Regions from separate parts of the Gossypium hirsutum genome. Here all the other regions are linked to region 1. The links are chromatin contacts, called in public Hi-C maps. All regions are on one chromosome and are shown on one strand. The core of a region is the stretch at or near the end of the contact, and the rest is flanking DNA. Distances in the headings are between cores, read along the strand shown.

Region 1 (3,337 bases), core at 312-2,811:
GTCTATTTTTCGAGCCTCATACTACTATCTGAATCCTTCCATATTTCGAGTAGACCTTCGAGCTTAGATTAGTAACTTGATCCATAAACAAGTTTATCCATGAGGCAATGGACTTATTCTTCAAGCATTTGAACCAAGTTTTGATCCAAATTCCAATCACGAAATTATTAATGTTGGGAGGATTTTATTTAAATGCTACCGCAACTTAAATAAGATTAATCTTTAATCATAAAATGGGTGAATACACATATCATTATACCAAAAAGAATTCTAGTACTCCAGCTATAGTTAAAATTTTACCTTTTGCTTTAGAAAAAGATTAAAGTCAAGCTAATTAACATTTCCCAATCCTCTCTAATGAATCTACTCTCTTAGTTTTTTTTTTCTATGGAATTAGGTGATTGATGATAAGGAAGAGAGGAGAGATCATCTAGGTAGGACTGACTTGAAATGGGGAAATGTGCCAAAATATATTTTTAAAGGAAAACAAGTGTGATAGATGAGAAGGAAAGCATGAATTATAGCCAAAAAGAGATGAGATAAAATGCAAGGCAACGTGGATGTAAAGGAAAGAAACACTGAAATATTATGCTATATATGAAATTGAAAGGTGGGGGGGGGGGTGTGGTGTGCTCTTGTAATTTTGTATTCAAGTAGGAGGGAAACATCCACAGCCTTTCTTTTTGAATAGCCTCATCATTTCAATAATTTGTTAATAAAAAAATGAAGTAGTAAATTTTGATTAGTATATCAAATATTTATTCATAAATAAATAAAGTTAAAGTTGTCCCTCTTACAATTCTTTCCCATCTATTGGAACTTTCTTCCCTATTAATCCTCATCACTTAAACCCTTTTTTTTTTCCCTTCAAATTAATTTTAATTATTTTAGGTGGTTCAATAAGGACACCATGAGTATTTTTAGTATTGCTCCAAATGGCCGAAAATAATAGATTATGGCTTAGCTTAAGGTAATTAGTTTTATTAGTCAAATTTCGGGTCATTACACCCTTGAAAATGAAATTGGGTGCTAACAACCACAATCAAACTAGTTTTATTTTGAACTATGTATATATTCTCCCTCAAAACAATATATAAAAGCAGAAGTTGGATATAAATATAGCATTTTATTTTGCATGACAAATTTGAAAAACTTTAGAGTAAAAGGAAAAATAAATTGCCACACTTGGCATTGCTTGATTTATTTGTTTATTAGGGAAAACAATGTTATCTTTGAAAAATGACCTAAACCAAACATGTCAATCTTGTAGGTTTATACCATTTCGAAAATGACTGAGCAATATGAATATAAACCCTTTTCAATGAAGCCAAAATTCTTGGTCGACCAAACCCTATTTCAAACTCAAACAATTTATTCTTTCTTTTTCTACCTTTTCACATGCAAGCCATGCATATATGCAGTTACCCTAAATTAAAGAAGTGATAATAAATGAAATAAAAGATGCCAATAAATCTTTGTATGTATCCACCCACACAGCAGGCCACCACAATCTGAGTATGGTGTAGTAGTGATTATTTGTTTGTTTTGTTTGGGGAATAATAGTTTTTTTTAGGAGGGCTGTAATAGGAAGAAAAGGTGAGAGAATCATTAGTGATAAGTGGAGATACAGACATAGGGAAAAGGATTTTTATTTGGTTTGTTGTTTGGAAGTGCAAATGTGTATGTCTGACGCGTGAACGTTATCAATGCTTCCCGATTTCCTAAGGGCTAAGAGAGAGACGTTAAAAGTGGTATATTTGGGAATTTAAGCGTAACATGCTCACCATCAACCTTTTCAAATTGGATTACTTCATTATTTTGGGAACTAAACATTATAATTTTTTTAATATTCTGGTTTGAATTTTTTTTAAGATTAAGTTCTAAATTTGATAAATATTTTTATATTAGAGTTTAAACTTGACAATTTTTTTTACATTGGGGACTTTTTTTTTGTTAAAGTTAGGCTGTGAACTTAGTAATTGTTCTCACATTAAGGCCTGAACTATAGGGTTTTTAAGGACTAACTTGGATAAAAATAAGTTTAAGTTCCAATATGGGAACATTTGCCAAATTTAGGGCCTAACTTGGACTAAAAAAAAGTTTAGACCCCAATATGGGAACAATTGCCAAGTTCAGAGCTTAACTTGGACAAAAAAAAATTCAGGCCTCAATGTGGGAAGAGTTGCTAAGTTCAAGCCCCAAAATGTAATTTAACCATTTCAAATTATATTAAAAGTTTGGTTTTTAAGGTGATAAAATATCATGGACGACTCTACACTAAGAGTCGATTGCATTTTGCCTCTCTACTAAAAAAATGAGTAGATTAGTCCATATACATTAGATAAAAGAGTAAACTGATCATTGTGTTAAAAATTTCATCAATTCTACTATTAAAATTTGGTCCATGTATGTCAGCATGAGTACACATGGCACGCCATGTGTTGCTGTTTGATTATTCTACTAGCCACACTAGTTTTTAACAGTACAAGTGGATGGAATTTCTAACAAAAAAGATCAATTTGCCCGTTGATCTAACGTAAACGGATTAATTTGCTTAATTTTTGAGTAAAGGGAGCAAAATGGAATCTGACTCTAGTACAAGGGCCTTTATGATACTTTTACCTTTTTAGGGTCCATTTGGATGGTCAGTTAATTTAATTCCAATGGGATTAAAAAAAATAACCATGAAAATAACCATCATAGACATTAAATTAAAATGTATATATATAATAAATCCTAAAATTTTATATTTAAATTATTAAAAAGTAGAATTAAATTTATCTTGGGTCAATTACAATTAAAAATTTATTGAAATTAGATTAATTTAAAATCATAATAATAATTGAAATTATATTTAAACTAAAAAATAAAATTAATAATAACAAAAATAATTAAGGAGTTGAAATGGTAATTATTTCAGTCTAGTACTTTTACTGGGGGTAACTTTTTGCCTTTCATTCCCAATGCAGTTGGGGTAAAAAACCCAATCCAAAAGGAGTCTTAATTTTCTTTTTCTTTTTTTATAGAAAGGGAAGCCTTTAATAATCTCTATTTTTTAAATCGTTCATTTTCAATCCTGAGATTATCAATTATATTTAAAATTTTGGCATAATCACAAAATTAACTCTCAAGTCTTTTTGCGATTTAAAAAAAAGTATTGTTAAATTAATAAAAATTATAAAATGAAGAACTAAATTTATAATTATAAGTAATTTTCAAATAGATAACGAAATTTTTTTACTTAAAGCACTGAAAACAAGGAACTCAAAAAGTAAAAAGATTATTTTGAACAAATAATAGTAGAGGGACTAAATCCACATAATCAATAAATATAATG
Region 2 (3,337 bases), core at 386-2,885, 55 kb before region 1:
AAAGAATAAAAATCAAATCAAGAAAGGATAAACTGGCATTATGCCTATAATATATTAATACTATTCTTACTATCAATATATTTAGTATTTTTTTTATCAAAATTGTATAAAAGGATTAATTATAAAAATAGCATGAGTTATATATTATTTACAAAAATAGGTTGTTTTCTAGATGTTGCTAATGTGTTAAACGCTACATTTCTATTAAATTAAAAAGAATTGGTTTTGATTAAAGGTGTGCATGGGCCGGGCCACCCGGCCCGGCCTGAAGGTCCGCTCGAAATTTGGGAGGGTTTGGGCAAAAATATAGGCACAAAAAATGGGCTTGGGCAAAAAAATTAGGCCGGTTTAAAAAACGGGCCGAGCCTCAGGTAAAGCATTTTTTGCCAGAGCCAGGCCCGAATTTACTACATGACAAAAAATCTATTTTTTTAATATTATTTCTTTATTATTTTCTCCCTATTTTGCTATTATTTTACTATTATGTTGCTACTATTTTGTTGTTATTGTTTGGATATTGTATAAATTTTATTTTATTGTTAATTTATTTTATTATTTTAAACACATTTGTTAATTTTGTTATTATTTTAGAAGCATTTGCTTGTTAAGTTGCATCTATTTTAGTGTTATTTAAGTATACATATTTTTTAAAATTTATTTTCAATATGTTAAGAAATATTTATTTTGATGTTTTTAGTATTTTTGATAGTTTATATATATTTTAAAATTATATAAAAAATAATATGGGCGGCCGGGTCGGGCTCGAGTTTTAACATTTTTATTCGGGTAGGGCTTTGGCAAAACTTTAGGCCCATTTTTTGGGCTTGACCCGGACCTAACAAATGGGCCTAAATTTTTAGTTGGATCCGACCCGACCCGTCCCATGCACACCTTTAGTTTTGATTGAGAAGGGAGATGTTTTGTGTTTTTTACCAATACAAGACCAATATTGTTCAGTGGAAAGAGGAGATTGAGATCAAACTTTTTATTGAAAAAGAATTATTAAAAATTTTTTTGAAGAACATGAATGGAGCGAGAGATGGAGAGATGAACGCAGAAAGAGAGAACTTATTTTTAAGGCTAAAAATTGAGTTTTTTTTAATTAAAATCATTTTTATTTAATTAAATGACAATATATTGTCAGTATAGTTAAATATATATATATTTTTGAAGATTTTGGAGAATTGAAGGTGGCATGGATTAATATATTAGAGGCGCCCAAAAATACAATTAAAAAAATCTCTAAATAATATATAATTATATTATTTTTGTAATTAATTTTTACATTATTGAATAAAAGAACCGCACATTTGTATTGACTTCTTATATGCAGATTTATATATATAAACACACATTTGTAATGATTCACTGATTTGAATAAAGAAGTGTTATATCAACGTTGTTGGGTGGGGCTAAGGAAAAGCAAATGTTAGTCACATTTTTGGTAAAAAAAAAAAAAGAAAGGAAAAAATAATGTCTCCTGTTTGTACGCAAAGGAAAATAAAATTTAAATAAAATGTGAGGGGCCCATACAATAACAAAAGCAGCATCTGATGCGGAGACTATCGCTTTCTGGCGAGTTGTAGGCCGTTGGATGTCCGGATAAGGCGGCGGAGATACGCGCATTGTAAAATTTTATAGAAGTTTCCGCTCCAGCGTGAGAGTTGGTGCGGTGGCAGCACTTAGATAGACGTGTCAAGTTCGTATAGCATGTCGTGTTTCTATTTTATTGGTTGTAATTGACAATTACTTGTGCTTCCATAAAACCGAGTCTGAACCTTCAAAGTTCCACCTTTCAGGCTTCATTTTTGAGGAGATGCCTAATGCTCGATTAGCCACTCATCTCATCATGAACCATTGTTTTATTCTTTTCTTGATTATAATGGTTGTGTTAGATAATTAATTAATTATTTTTTATTAAATTATAAATATTACAATATATATTTTTTATATTTGAAATTTGAAATTTGAAACTTGAAATTTAATATTTTTATTTTTATTTTTAAAAATTTAATGTTTTTGTTTTCTTAAATTTAAATTTTAGGCAGGGCCCTCTAAAATTAAATTTTTTTATTTAGGCCCTTAATTTTTTTAAAAAAATTTAAATTAGTAAAGGTAAAATTGTACTTAAGCTCCAACCTAAAATTATAAAAATTTGATTTAATCTTTTAAAAATTATAAATATATAGGCTATAAAAAATTAAAATTTCTTTCGGCCTCCTCTAAATATTTGTTCTGGCTTCGCCTCTGAATTTAGGTTTATTTGTTAATATTATTAAAAATTTTTGCTATGATATTTTGAAATTAAAAAAAAAATACTTGTTATGGACTTGAATGTAGACTTAATCAAGGGATGGATAGCTTGTCTGGCCGGTTGGACAAGAATTTTTACACTTCAACTTGACCCAATTCAAATTTAATTTAAATGATAAATAATATTTTTAAAATTTAAATTTAATTATAAAAATCATAAATACTATTTTAAATAATGTGCCAATTTTGAGATTAAATGCATATTTAAACCTATTGTATATAATTCTTTTTTTTTTATCTTTAAATTACTATCTCGAAGATACACTCCAATTCATGCATGTCATAATTTGAAAGGTAAGGCATTTCATATAATTCACAATATTTCTCTCTTATCTCTCTTTTTTGTTAAACAATCGTCCAAAAGTAAATAACAAATAAGGTTGAAGTGGCGTTGAGGAAGGCTGGTTCACGAAAGCTGGGTGAAGAGCTGAAGGAAGTAAGTGAATAAACAGGGCCATCCCTGGGGGCTCTTTTGAAGTGCAATCGCCTCAAAGATAAAATGGCCCAAAAATATTTATTTATTTAACTTAATGTGCGGAAAAATATTTTAAACTAAAATAAATTAATTAAATGTTTATTGTTTTCAATTCTTAGCCATAAATACTTTATCTTCAACTCCTTGACTTCTCCAAACCTTTTCTAATTCCCAAATTCCAACTCCTACCATTAAAGTTTAAAAAGAATTTCAATTTTCCCTAAAAAAATCTACATTATTAGCATTCAGTCTTCTTTATTTTCCCATAACCATGACAACATAAGAAATTTTCTACAAATTAAATAGGTCCAAATGATTTGAGTAATATACCATTTATCAGTCATTAGCATCAATCAATTAAAGTTAATAATTTTTACTTTATATTTGAGAGATTGAGAGCCTCCCATCCACGTTCTGTTGGATTTACCATTATTGCAGGTATAATTCTTCCTCCTTCCTTTTCTTTCTTGTAATATTTTCTTTCTTAATTTGAAGATATTTTTGGGTTTTAACTAATAAAGACATTAAGTCATCCTTATATTTAACTTC
Region 3 (3,337 bases), core at 507-3,006, 51 kb after region 1:
AAAAAAGAATAGATGCCATGGCCAAAGTATACTTTCAAGGCTCATAAATTATAACAACCATCCACCACCTCCTTCTACTGGCAATTTGTCATAAATATTTATTCCTATACCTCTCCCCCTTTTTGCTCCATTATTTTCTTCATTTTTATAATTACTTGTTACCTCATCAACCATAATGAGTGCCAAACCTATACAATTTAGCTTGATTTTAGGTGTCAATTCGTGACCAAAAAGATTTACACTCATTTGGTTGTTCATATAATGCCCATGCTCAATTATGTGATATTATACCATACATTGCATATTATATATTGAATGCTATAATTATTGTGACAACTAGGTGTAAGGTTAGTTTCAAACCCCAAAAAAATGGGGTTTTGCATGCTTTGATTAATGTTGGTGAAGTGATTTAGGAGATTAGGTGGATTTTTAGCAGTTAGGATTTTAAGAGAGGAGGTTTGTGGGTTAGCAGTGATTTTGGTGTGAAGAAAGCAATAAGTAGTAGTGGGTAAACTGTTAGGAATGTGGTGGAGAAGGAGGTCAACGTGGAATATACAAATATAAATTGAAATTTTTAGTGCAACAAATGAAGGGATTAATTTAAAGGTAGGATTGGAACGTGAAAATAAAACAAGATTTAATTAAGGACTAGTTGATGAATGGTTTAAGTGTATTTAAAAAAAACAATATTTTTATTAAATGTTACAAAAAAAAATAAATTTATTAAGTTTTATGTTTATTTTATAATTTTTGTTTAGGGTTGATAATTATTTTCACTAATAATATCGTTTTTAATTTTTGAATTTACTTTCTCTATAATATGCTCAATCACAATATCTAATACTTCTTGATTATTAATTATTTATATAATAATATAAAAATTAAAAAAAGTTAAGGGGGTTGTGTGACAATGAAATGGATAGGAATGGATGGATTAGCATTAAAGAAATAAAGAAGAAATGGGTGAAGAAGAGTTGGCAATGGCATGAGTTGAACCCAATACCTCTTGGAATTGATGTCTCACATCACACTTAGCAACTTTTTATCTCATCAAAACTCAAATGATATAATACTCACCGCTGGAGTATATTATTTCAGATTTATCGTATTTTTCAAAAAAATATAATGTATATTAATATACCATATAATTTATAATTACATTAAAAAATGACTAAATTAAGTTATTTAACATAATTAATAAATTTAAAATCATCATAATTTAAAGTATTAAAAATTTGTATTAATTGATACAAATCGATACAATTTGTTATTTGTTTAAGATCAAAATAACTCATACTAATACTATGCTTATAATTAATTATTTTTAATAAATTTATTAGCAAATGCTTTGAAATTAAAAGTTTAATATTTAAAATAATAATAAAAATAGCAGATTAAATTTTAATTCAATTGATATAGGCATAGTTGTTAATGCAGAAGGATATGAATTTGAGAGTTAAAAAAAAAAGCATATTAAAGTCTTGTGTTAATTATAAAAAAATAATATTCAATTAATTTTATTAGTATTCCAGGTTAAGAAGTTTCCTTGAATTAATTATTGATGTCCACACAATGATAACCTGAATTTACTGTTATTATCGATGATTTATTTGGATTTGTATGAGATCAATCCAAAATTTTCATAGTTTTAATTTCGTCCTACTAAAAAGGAATTTTGACGAAAAGACCCAAATCATTTAAATTTGTGAAAGAAAATAAATCAGAAAAATGAATTTGCATTAGTTTCAAAGATGAATTTTCTTATTTAAGGAATTACTCTTGTGTTTGAGTTAGAATTAAAAGTAAATAAATAAAAAGAATAAAGGAGTTATTGAGGAGGGTGTGATAACAAACACGAGACAGTCTCGTCCCACCCTGAAGAAAAGCCAATCCCACGCCAAGAGAAGAACCAAAACCAACAAATACAAATCCAATTAAAAGACTCTCTCTACGACTCATTCTTCCCCCCATATCTTTCTCTACCCCCTGTTTTCAATCTCTATATCAATACAAGCATGATTTGCTTTTTTATTATTTTACACCCCATTTCAGTCTGTTGATCCAACTTTTCCTTCACCCACCCTGCATCCCTTTTTCTTATTATTGCTTTCCAATGGCTGTTCAAGCTCAGTATCCTTCCAATGTGCTCTTCTTAAACAGGTTGGTCTTTGCTTCTTTGCCTCTCTCTCCCCTTTTCTCTCTCTCTGCCTGTTTAATCATATTTGGTTTATTCCAGAGGTGGACAAGAGGAGCATGAATTTTCGTTGCAGCAACAAGCGGGAGGAGTTTTTCTTAATCAACCCCATATGTTATTCAACAATGGCACCAACAATAATATTAATCCAAGGAAAAGAGCAAGGGAAGTTACGGAAGGGGCGGCAATAACTACGCCCATGAATTCATATTCTTTGCAAATGCAACCGCCTCAGCTGATAGAGCTTTCCCAACTCCACCAACCGAATGTGGTTTTCACCGGCCTCCAATTATCTTTCGGCGGCGACCAACAACAATATCAGAATCCGAATCTTCAAAAACAACAACACCAACACCAACAACGGCAACAGAATCTTGTTCCCAGCTCCACTCTTTTTTTGTCCGTGGTATCCGATGAATTGGCTACCCAAATCAAACGCCAGAGAGAAGAATTGGACCAATTTCTTCAAGCCCAGGTACCGATTTTCTCTTTCTTCATGTGGGTTATCGTCGATTTTTTTTTTGTTTGTCTGTTTGTTTGAAAAATGTAACGAGTTGGTATTTTTTATTTTAGGGAAAGGAATTACGGCGAACGTTAGCGGAGAAAAGGAATAGGCACTACCATGCGCTGTTGGCGGCAGCGGAGGAATCGGTGGCGAGGAGGTTAAGAGAGAAAGAAGCGGAAGTGGAGAAAGCGACGCGGCGGAACGCCGAGTTGGAGGCATGCTCAGCGCAACTAAGCGTAGAGATTCAGGTTTGGCAAGCGAAAGCCAGGGCACAGGAGGCAACAGCGACTTCGTTACAAGCACAGCTCCAACAGGCTATGATTGGCTGTGGGGCTGCTGCGGTGACACAAGATAGTAGGAGAGGGGAGGAAGGGATAGAAGGACAGGCGGAGGACGCCGAGTCGGCTTACGTGGACCCTGAACGGATGGTTTCTTCGGGACCATCTTGCAAGGCGTGTCGGACACGCGTCGCCTCGGTGGTGCTGCTTCCGTGTCGACATCTTTGCCTTTGTACAGAGTGTGACAGAGTGGCGCAAGCCTGCCCGCTTTGCCTCGCCGTTCGGAATTCTAGCGTTGAGGTTTTTCTTTCTTGAAAAAAAAAACAAAAAACAAAATCAAAATAACCTTCGAGTATAATA

Evidence for each region. A called contact is a pair of places that touch in the nucleus more often than the background predicts.
Region 2: a Hi-C map of leaf shows a contact between it and region 1, with 2.1 times the contacts expected there. The contact joins two enhancer-like sites. A contact is called at or near these places in 5 of 34 Hi-C or Micro-C datasets (callus, hypocotyl and leaf).
Region 3: a contact with region 1 is called in a Hi-C map of leaf, with 4 times the contacts expected there. The contact joins the promoter of LOC107920441 here to the enhancer-like site in region 1. A contact is called at or near these places in 23 of 34 Hi-C or Micro-C datasets (anther, callus, fibers and 5 more).

What each region holds. Positions count from the first base shown.
Region 1 is chrA08:113,087,355-113,090,691 of Gossypium_hirsutum_v2.1, forward strand. No RefSeq gene overlaps it. Among protein-coding and RNA genes, the nearest start is that of LOC107944519, 39 kb to the left of the region's middle. Within about 2 kb of position 1,562, at least 3 of the 9 cell types and tissues checked have an H3K27ac peak or open chromatin away from gene starts, as enhancers often do. A contact at or near this core is called in fibers and leaf, where this site is marked.
Region 2 is chrA08:113,032,031-113,035,367 of Gossypium_hirsutum_v2.1, forward strand. No RefSeq gene overlaps it. Among protein-coding and RNA genes, the nearest start is that of LOC107920634, 8.9 kb to the right of the region's middle. Within about 2 kb of position 1,636, at least 4 of the 9 cell types and tissues checked have an H3K27ac peak or open chromatin away from gene starts, as enhancers often do. A contact at or near this core is called in leaf, where this site is marked.
Region 3 is chrA08:113,138,271-113,141,607 of Gossypium_hirsutum_v2.1, forward strand. It overlaps LOC107920441 (BOI-related E3 ubiquitin-protein ligase 1), which reads left to right and starts at 1,757. Exons shown (of 3, transcript XM_016850172.2): 1 at 1,757-2,160; 2 at 2,237-2,669; 3 at 2,768-3,337. The coding sequence starts at 2,114. The coding sequence ends at 3,292.